3 separate regions of the Mus musculus genome follow, and regions 1 and 3 are each linked to region 2. A link is a contact called in public Hi-C and promoter capture Hi-C data. All regions are on one chromosome and are shown on one strand. The core of a region is the stretch at or near the end of the contact, and the rest is flanking DNA. Distances in the headings are between cores, read along the strand shown. Region 1 holds the start of 4930404K13Rik (a long non-coding RNA gene). Region 2 holds the start of Mbnl2 (muscleblind like splicing factor 2). Region 3 has its middle 6.0 kb from the start of Gm41252.

Region 1 (2,999 bases), core at 188-2,687, 480 kb after region 2:
TAGAGACAGATTGAAGAAAAAGTCGCTTTGCAGTACTGAAAATTTCAGAGACTTCTGCAAGCATCCACAAACAGGTCAGGCATTCACAGAGAAGTAATCAATGAAGCAAAGATCTAGCAAAACCCAGAAGCCGGGACCCGATTCCTTCCATGCGAGGCCGGGACCTGATTCCTTCCATGCGAGCTGGAAGTGGGAGATAGAGCCAAAGTAGAGTAAAAGAGCAGACAAGAAATAGACTTGTCGTTCTGACCTCTCAAGTAGCAAGAATTCTGCAGGAACAGAAGCCAGCCGATGATGGAAAGCTTGTCCAGAGCAATCCGGGATGAATGGGGGAGGGGCGCTGAGCAAGATGGCGGGGATGGGGTGGGGGCTAGAAGTACTTCCGAGATCTCCCTATCCATCTGCTTTGTGCACCACACACCCAATCGATGCGAGGGGATGAGAGGGCAGCGGGCACTTATCAGGGATATTGGATTTTTATCGCTATGTTAGCAAGCAAGAGTGTGACCTTGGGAAGCGCGCTTAACTCACTATCTCGACGGCTTCATCTATTTAAGGCAACGGTAATGAGAGTTGGTTTCAGGTGCTTTGGGAGCCTCCGATGAAAGCATAGATATAATCATCGCTAGTTCCTCTTCCCTTCTCCATCGGGCCATGCTGAGCTGAGCTCTCCTCTTCCTAAGACCAATCACTTTCGAACCAGTCTATTTTCTGTTATAGATTTTTTTTAAAACCAGTCCAACTCAACCCTTTGTAAAGGCCTCTTTGGAAGTATAACAATTGGAGCTAAAATTAGTGTTATTCCCGTTTTCCGTAGAACAGGCTTTGAAGTGGTTCATGGGAAGCTCTGTGTGAGGAAGCGCTTAGACTCCGGAGCAGTGAAGGAGGAAACGTTAAATTAAGACTACTACAAAGTGCTCGTCGTCGTCGTCAAAGGGCACGCGCATGGTTCTGTTAGTATGGCAGTCACACAGTCTGCGTTTTGCATTTCTCCAGTTTTGTTCCTTATACCGTTTGTCTTAGTCTCCTTCCTGTTACTATAATGAAATACTTCGTCAAGAGCCACCCAAAGCTCGATTCTGGATTTCACTTTGGGAGTATAGTCCATGAAGGGAGTGTTGTGCAAGCAGGAGCTCAATATAGCTTGTCACATCCCTTGACTCAGGAGCTAAGTGCCAAATACACACTGCTGCTCAGATCCCTTCTTTATATAATCAAGGATTCCAGCCAGGAAGTGCTGCCATCCATAGTGGGCGGGTCTTAACACACAAATTCAGACAATCATATTATGCCTCCACCATAAGCATACAGAGCCATCTCCCTTTGATATTTAGGGATAATTATCACACCACTTTTAAATCTAATTTTTTTTGTAACCTCACAGTTACTTGAGAATAATTATGTTTGAAATCCATACTGGAATATTGTGCCTTGCAGTTTACTTTCTTGCCCAAATTTATCTCTCTCTCATATATATATATATGATGCTATATATATATATATATATATATATATATATATATATATATGATGATATATATATGATGTGTGTGTGTATACACACACACACACACACACACACACACACACACACACATACACACACACACACACAGACAGACACACTCCTTATAGTTAGGAAAGCTTACAAAGAGCTGTGAGATTCCAGCACTGTACTAAATGTATTACAAACATTAACTCATTTAATCAACAACAACAATACAATGTAGCTACTTTTAGCACTAATGCATCTGTGACCAAACTGAAACAAAGAAGCTTTAAAATCTTTGCCAAGTCGTGGAGTTCTCAGTGGGGCCGTCAGCGTCAGCTCTAAAATGGTGGCTCCCATTTCCTTGTGTTTATATGAAAGCAGACGTCTGAAATCAGTTTTAGAGAACTATCTGGTTTGGAATCTTTTCAGTTTGTAATTTTTCCACCTCAGAGTTGCTTTTCCATACCCCCCGGCTCTGCTCAGACCTCATCTGCAAAAGTCCCAGGAGGGCACTCTGCACCATTCCATACACTGGGGTCCCTTTCCTCGGTTCTCTTACTGAGTTATTCCTGGAATAAGGATGACACTGGGACACAATGTTGGTTCAAGTTTCTATTTCTTGAAAAACAAGGAAGAGAACTAGAGAGAAGACAGGAGAAGAGGAAGGGACTGGGGAAGGGAGACAGGAGAAGGACAGTGGAGGGAGTCAGGAAGTGTGGGGAGGAGCTGTCAGGCTTGAAAGCCTCCCTAGGAGCTCAATTCTCACAGGGTAAATTTAGTAACTGCTAATTATTTAGAGTCAGTGACTTGAGTGGTTAAAGAACAGGTTGGACTTCAAATAAATATACCTTGTACTGCCAAAAAGAAACAGTCTCGAATAAGGCCATTGAGCCCATGAATAATCTTTTGTTAATTTTATCCACAGGGTGCAAGGACAGAGAAGAACAGAGGATAAATCTCCAGCTGGAGTTGACACAGAACCGGCCTACAGAGAACAGCACAGTTCATCCGTCACGCCTCCTTCTGCTCTGAGCACGGGCAAGGGGAAGGTTCAGGGTCGCGTCCTGACACTCTCGGTGGACAGAGCACCTCAAGGGGTTAGTACTCATTCAAATGCCTGGAGATTGCAATTGTCAGCAGCATAACTGTTAGTCTCCTTCATAAACACACCATGGTGTGCTTACTAGTTTCTGGGTTTCTTGGTCTTTAAACCTCACACTCACTTATGTGGGTGTATCTGTGGGGTGGGTGTGTATGTATGTGTGCAGGTGGATAGACGAAAGTGCTATAACACTCATGAGTGTGTCAGAAGAAAACCGGAAGAGTTGGTTTTCTCCTTCCATCATGTGGGGAATAAAATCAAAGTGCGGTCCTTGGGTCACTCGGTGTAATGGGAGCACCTTTACGTGCTGATCTGTCTTAGTTTGAAAGGTTCACTGGATTCAGAGTTCTAGAAGAAGGCAGAAAAAAACTGCCTACATCTCTTTTATCCTGTGGCCACAAAAAT
Region 2 (2,750 bases), core at 90-2,589:
TTGAAGAACATTAGAACATTCACGGAGGTGGCAGTTAGGCAAGTTTTTTTTCCCCCCTTCGCTTCAGTGCTTGCTAACTATTCTAAAAATGTTACACATTTATTGTAAACACATGCTTCCAAGGCCTAACAAAAAAAACACGGTTTCCTCAGCCTGGCAGAAATTTAAAACGGAAAAGGGCAGAAAGAATTCTTTAACACAGAGAAAGCCTTCCCTTCTCCTGGGCCAAGTGTGTTAAAAATAAATCTGCTTCACCCTTTCCAGCCGCTGCTTCTCGGCAAGAAAGTTGATCTGGCTGGGCATAGTGAGAGCCCAGCTTTAAAAGCTAGCCTGCTCTCATTAAATTATTCTGCTGGCTGTGTGTTCTCATTAAAAATGCATACAGATCAGATAATTGCAGTAAGCATTATTAACCCAGCCTTACTTTTGAATATAATGGTTCCACTTTTAAGCTGGAAACAAAGACAGAGGCTGCCAGGAAAAGCAATGTAAACATTGAACCACAGTGTCTAAGACTAGCCAGGAAGCTTCCTCTTCTGCCCTGGTGCTGCTTAAAATGTGCTTTTGAAACTCAATTAAAGCCATTGCCCTGTAGCACCAGGGTGGCCCCCAATTTCCAAGAAACAGACATATTTTCGTCCCAAACGTTCAGCCGATGATTATTTAAGCAGATTTTTTTTTTAAATTCTTAATTTCAAGTATGTTTTCAAAGAACAGGAAACACGTAAACTTTATTCTGTAGCCCACTCTGGCAGTAAAAAACCTCCATTATCTTAAGATAATCCTGGCCTGGATCTTTCAGATAATTAAAGATAATAATAATAAACAAATCTGTCCTTTAAATAAATAAATAAAAACCTCGGTTTTTTTTTTTTTTTTTTAATGCCTCACCCTAAACGGGCGGCGTAGATTCCAGCTTTGCCGTTTCTTGTTCTCAAATCCAAACGTTACGTAAAACTCCAGGGTTTCCTGCGAGTATTCCGTTCGAATTAGTGGAATCGGTCTCCCTGGCTTCCCTAAGCACACACATGGAATGCAGCATACTGCAGCAAACTCTTTAAACATTAAAAAAAAATTGGGGAGGGGGGGTTGTTTCTCCTACCTTGTTTAGCTCTGCTCGTCTTCCCCATGTACAGTAACCCCAAGAACATCTGGCAGGACCGAGTGGCCGTGGCTTCTCCACCGCATCATGAGGAAGGGGGGTCCATGCAAATAGTTCTCCGTCCCTGTTTATTGTACTCTGCGAGCCGCCGGCCGTGGCTGGAAAATTTTACCTTCAGATGATGAAGCAAAGACAGTCTAAACTCTGTTGCTGTGAGCTGCAGCCCTTCCTTCCCACAGGCCCCGCCCAGGCTCAGCCCACCAATCCCCGGCCAGCTCGTCAGCCCTCCTCGTCTGAAACTGGTCCTCATAGGATGACTGACACAGCAACACAGCGCTGGCAGGCTCTGAAAACAGTGCGTCCATACTGATGGAAAAGGGATCTCCCTCTCCGAGGAAAGCAGTCATAGCTCCGAGACAAAGTGGCACATAATTGGCAGAGCACAGAGAGGGGTAGCTCAGACAAATACGCTTCGAGACACCCAGCCCGTAGCTGGGAGTTGCATCATAAACACTCCGGGAATCACGAAACTCCTAAGATGGCCAAGAAATCCAATTGGATCCCAAACTAAAGTCTTAGGGCGTTTGAGGAAGCATACTGACATAGATGTACACATTCGTTTGTGAGACAATTCAGTGTTTTTCATGCAAAGTGATACCTTACGAAACATTTGCAGGCAATTTCCATGACGGAGGGAGGCTATAGCCAAGTTGGATTGCACACTGAAGACCAGACCATGCTTGAAGCCCCAGCACACAGCTTTTCTAGAGAGCTGTCATTTCAGTGGCTACTTACTGGAACCCATATATTTTCCATCTAAGTTTCCAGAGCACTAGAGACTTCAATTAGGGGATGCCGAAGGACAGAACTGATATCTCTACATTAAGCTTTGAGGCTCTTGGCTGGCACCCACTGGGGGATTAACTGTGTCTTAACCTTCTTAGATGCCATTTGATAAATGCTCATACGTTGCCCATCCTGTCTTTAGTGCCGCAATGACTGCTGGAGGGCGTTTACTGCTGAATACACATGGCACTGACCTAAGGGACATCCTCCATTTTCAATCTACAAAGGTTGACCCACAGATGCCAGAGGTTCCCTAAGATAAAGCAAGAAAAAAAAGAACGGAAAGGGTTATTTTTTTCTTCTTCTCAGTCAACAGCATTTCTGCATGCTTTGAAAACAAAAACAAAAACATATGGCATTTAGAAAACACAATAAGCACACATTTTCCTTCCACAAAACACAACATTTTGCATCTTAAAAATTAAGTATGAAGGTCCCGTGACTAACTACAGGCAAGAACAAAGATCCTATTCATCTGAAAGATTGAGCCTCTCTCTCTCTCTCTCTCTCTCTCTCTCTCTCTCTCTCTCTCTCTCTCTCTCTCTCTCTCTGCAACTGTTTAACGAATGCATCTGGAATGGAGTAACAGGGCAGAATGTAATGGTTTTGGTATTTTTAGATTTTGGAATTGTGTTCTTAAAACACATCATTTCTTGTGACTTGTGGACTAATTTTCTTCAATAGAATATCTTATTTTACTCCTCTTCACTTTAATCTCTAATATTGATTTTCATTTCTAGTCAATATTATCTTTGATAGGCTTTGGTTAAGTCTGTTGTTTTGTTTTGTTTTTCCTGGAAAG
Region 3 (2,700 bases), core at 194-2,693, 300 kb before region 2:
ATTCAGAAACCCGAGGATTGTTTTCAGCTCCCTCCTTGTCTCCCTGACGCCCTTGAGCTTAACTGCAGTCAGGTCACAAGTATGTTTATGACCAAAACTGCCAGAGTCCTTTGCCTGTGACCTTGTACTCTTGAGAAGGAGTGTGACTCTGAAATTCAATAAATAAATAATTCTGAATACACAGTGTTAGGAGCACAAGGTACAAGACTCTGGGCTTCCCTTGGAAAGAAAAATAAAAGGCTTTGTAGGAGTGGGATGTGGGTCTCTAAATTTTGAGAGAAGGGTCACCTTTTTGCAAGCAAATATCTTACAGTTCTTCCACTCAATAGCTTATATGTGAGTTAAATGAATGCAAAGGGCTGTGTGCTACATTCTGTCACAAAACAAGTCATAATAAAACATTAAATACACATGAGGTCTATACCTATAGATATGTAGATACACATACATATGTAATTTGGTTGCTTATTGATATGTTTATAAAAAGATAAAGAGAGAGGGGATATGTTTTGGTGGATGTGTAGTCAGGTAAGGGGGCAAGAAGTGCCTCTACTGGCCTATGCTGAGGCATCCCTTCTTCATGAGGGACCAGCCATAGGATGATATACTATAGAATAGAGTTTATTCAGGGCATGGGGAGGGGAGTCAAGAGGGTAGTAGAGACAGAGAAAGGGGAGAGAGAGAGAGAGAGAGAGAGAGAGAGAGAGAGAGAGAGAGAGAGAGAGAGAGAGAGAGAGAGAGGTAGAGGCCAGGCATGAGCATGTGGCGAGCAGGAGCAGGAAGGCAAGAGAGCAATCGAGAGAGAGGAGGAGACAAGCAGCCCCTTTTATAGTGAGTCAGGCACACCTGGCTGTTGCCAGGTAACTGTGGGACAGAGCTTAGACAAAATGCTAACACTTACGATCTATCTTTAAGTATTGCCTAAGAGTCGATCATTCTTTAGACCACGTAGGCAAAGTTCTAAACCTTATTCCTGATCTTCATGTAGCTTTAGTGTTTGCATTGCTTAGATTTCCTTGTGGCATGCATCAAAAAGAGGTGATGTTTGACTTTTATGAATAAAGAAATACGTTTAGTTCATGGGAGATACTCACCTACAGTCCTGTGGTGGCCTTGTTAATGGGGGCCCTCTTGTGCTTCATCCTTAGGGTGCATGGGCTAAGAGTGCCCCATGACCTCACAGGTTGGAGTTGGCTTTAGGTTTCACTCTAGAACACAAGTGAAGCATGCTGCTAACTGAAGGGGCAAGGAAGAGGCGCGCGGATGCTAAGATCAAAGTCATCTTCCCAAGGTCCTGATTCGGAAGATGAGGCTCGGTCTCTGTGTGTTGACTTCCGTGCTCAGGCACGTGACTTGGTGACTGCTCGGAAACTAGAACCAGATCTTTCTGATCCCCAAACAGCTGCTTTTCCTTCTTTCCTCTGTCAGCAGCTCTCTGTTCTGCTGAGCACAGCAGAGCACAGGTGACAACCACTTCCTGAAGGGTCCCCAGGCTTCCGTTTACAAACCTCTTGGTTTCCAAAGCCATGACTCAGGTCCCCGGTGCCTAACCTCCTTTTGTTCCTCTTTGCATTGTCCCTTTGCTCTGTCTTAGTATTTTTTCTTTGCCCCTCCATTGTAGGTGACCTTCCCAGGGCAAACAGGCAGATTGGGGTCAGGGTGTCCTGGGGTGCAGAGTCCAGTGGCCAACAAACAGAATCCTGGGTCTGCCTCAGTGGTCCCTGAGAGAGCAGGGATGGTCTGTACCTCTCACTGCCTCTTTTCCTTCCTGTCTCCCCTCCTCTTCCCTTCAGCTCCTCACTCTTCTCTCCCCTGGTCCCTTATCTCTGCTCTAGATGTTGCTCTTTCTTCGATAATAACAGTCCAAGATAATGTAGCTTTAGATAGTGTCACCAACCAGAAACACCCAAGGCTAGCTAAGCAGGCAGCAAAGTGTAATTTTAAATTTAAAATTAGCCATCTAGACCTATTTCAGGAGTTCATAGCTGTGGGGTGGTGACCAAATGCTCACCCTGTAGCAAGAGTCAGAGATGTGTGCAGTGGCTTAGTGAGTTAAAAAAAAATGTTCCTGGACTCATGACTCAAGAGAAAAATGCCATTGTTTCTAAAATAAGCACATTCTACATGCATTCTACATGATGCAAATGATTTCTGGATAACACAGAGTAATTTAAATATGTTTTAATTTTATTTTAAAATTACTCAAAAGAACTTTAGTGGCTAGTAGGTTGGAAAGAACAGAGTGTGAGGGAGGGCTTTCTTCTCTATTGTTAGAGGTGACAATGTTTACCATGCAGCTGGTTAAGGACTAGGGGACCTGTGACAGAGGTCAGTCACTGTGTGGAAGGAACTGGATAAGCATCAGTTAGTCATTGTTTGTAGCTTTACTGTTTCTATCATGTAACATTCTCTTCTAGAGGACAGTCACATGCCTTCCTCCTTCCCCAGATCCATCAGTGGCCACCTCATGCCTTGCTAATCAGTGTATGTATCGTGGATGGCACTTGGGGCGTCATCCTAGGTCATCAGGACAAATGAGGCTCCAGTCCCCCTTAGTCAGAATCAGAGCTAGAAGCAGATTCCAGCTGCAGATGTGCTGGGTTGCTAGAGCCGATCCTGGTTCTTGGCCACAGCGATCTTGTCTATAGCTCACTTCGATGACTATCACTTCCTGGGGGTCTAAGTGGAAAATGGCAAATA

What was found. Promoter capture Hi-C pulls out the DNA fragments that hold promoters and counts their contacts. A called contact is a pair of places that touch in the nucleus more often than the background predicts.
Region 1: a promoter capture Hi-C map of hippocampal neurons shows a contact between it and region 2, with 4 times the contacts expected there. The contact joins the promoter of 4930404K13Rik here to the promoter of Mbnl2 in region 2. A contact is called at or near these places in 2 of 39 promoter capture datasets (cranial neural crest and hippocampal neurons).
Region 3: a Hi-C map of double positive thymocytes shows a contact between it and region 2, with 3 times the contacts expected there. The contact joins the enhancer-like site here to the promoter of Mbnl2 in region 2. A contact is called at or near these places in 1 of 39 promoter capture datasets (pre-B cells), 3 of 484 Hi-C or Micro-C datasets (cortical neurons, double positive thymocytes and group 2 innate lymphoid cells), 2 of 115 datasets of contacts at active chromatin or transcription factors (bone marrow-derived macrophages and memory CD8 T cells) and 1 of 9 other capture datasets (adipose tissue).

Annotation. Positions count from the first base shown.
Region 1 is chr14:119,796,878-119,799,876 of GRCm38.p6, reverse strand. It overlaps 4930404K13Rik (a long non-coding RNA gene), which reads right to left and starts at 1,437. Exons shown (of 2, transcript XR_383778.4): 1 at 532-1,437. All of the region lies in intron 1 of Hs6st3 (heparan sulfate 6-O-sulfotransferase 3), which reads right to left. Gm41249 (a long non-coding RNA gene) reads left to right here and starts at 894. Exons shown (of 3, transcript XR_003951102.1): 1 at 894-953; 2 at 2,418-2,589.
Region 2 is chr14:120,274,258-120,277,007 of GRCm38.p6, reverse strand. Mbnl2 (muscleblind like splicing factor 2) reads right to left here and starts at 1,339. Exons shown (of 8, transcript NM_207515.2): 1 at 1,103-1,339. The region is part of intron 2 of Gm52122 (a long non-coding RNA gene); the gene reads left to right.
Region 3 is chr14:120,571,169-120,573,868 of GRCm38.p6, reverse strand. No RefSeq gene overlaps it. Among named protein-coding and RNA genes, the nearest start is that of Gm41252, 6.0 kb to the left of the region's middle. Within about 2 kb of position 1,443, at least 84 of the 459 cell types and tissues checked have an H3K27ac peak or open chromatin away from gene starts, as enhancers often do. A contact at or near this core is called in bone marrow-derived macrophages, double positive thymocytes, group 2 innate lymphoid cells and 2 more, where this site is marked.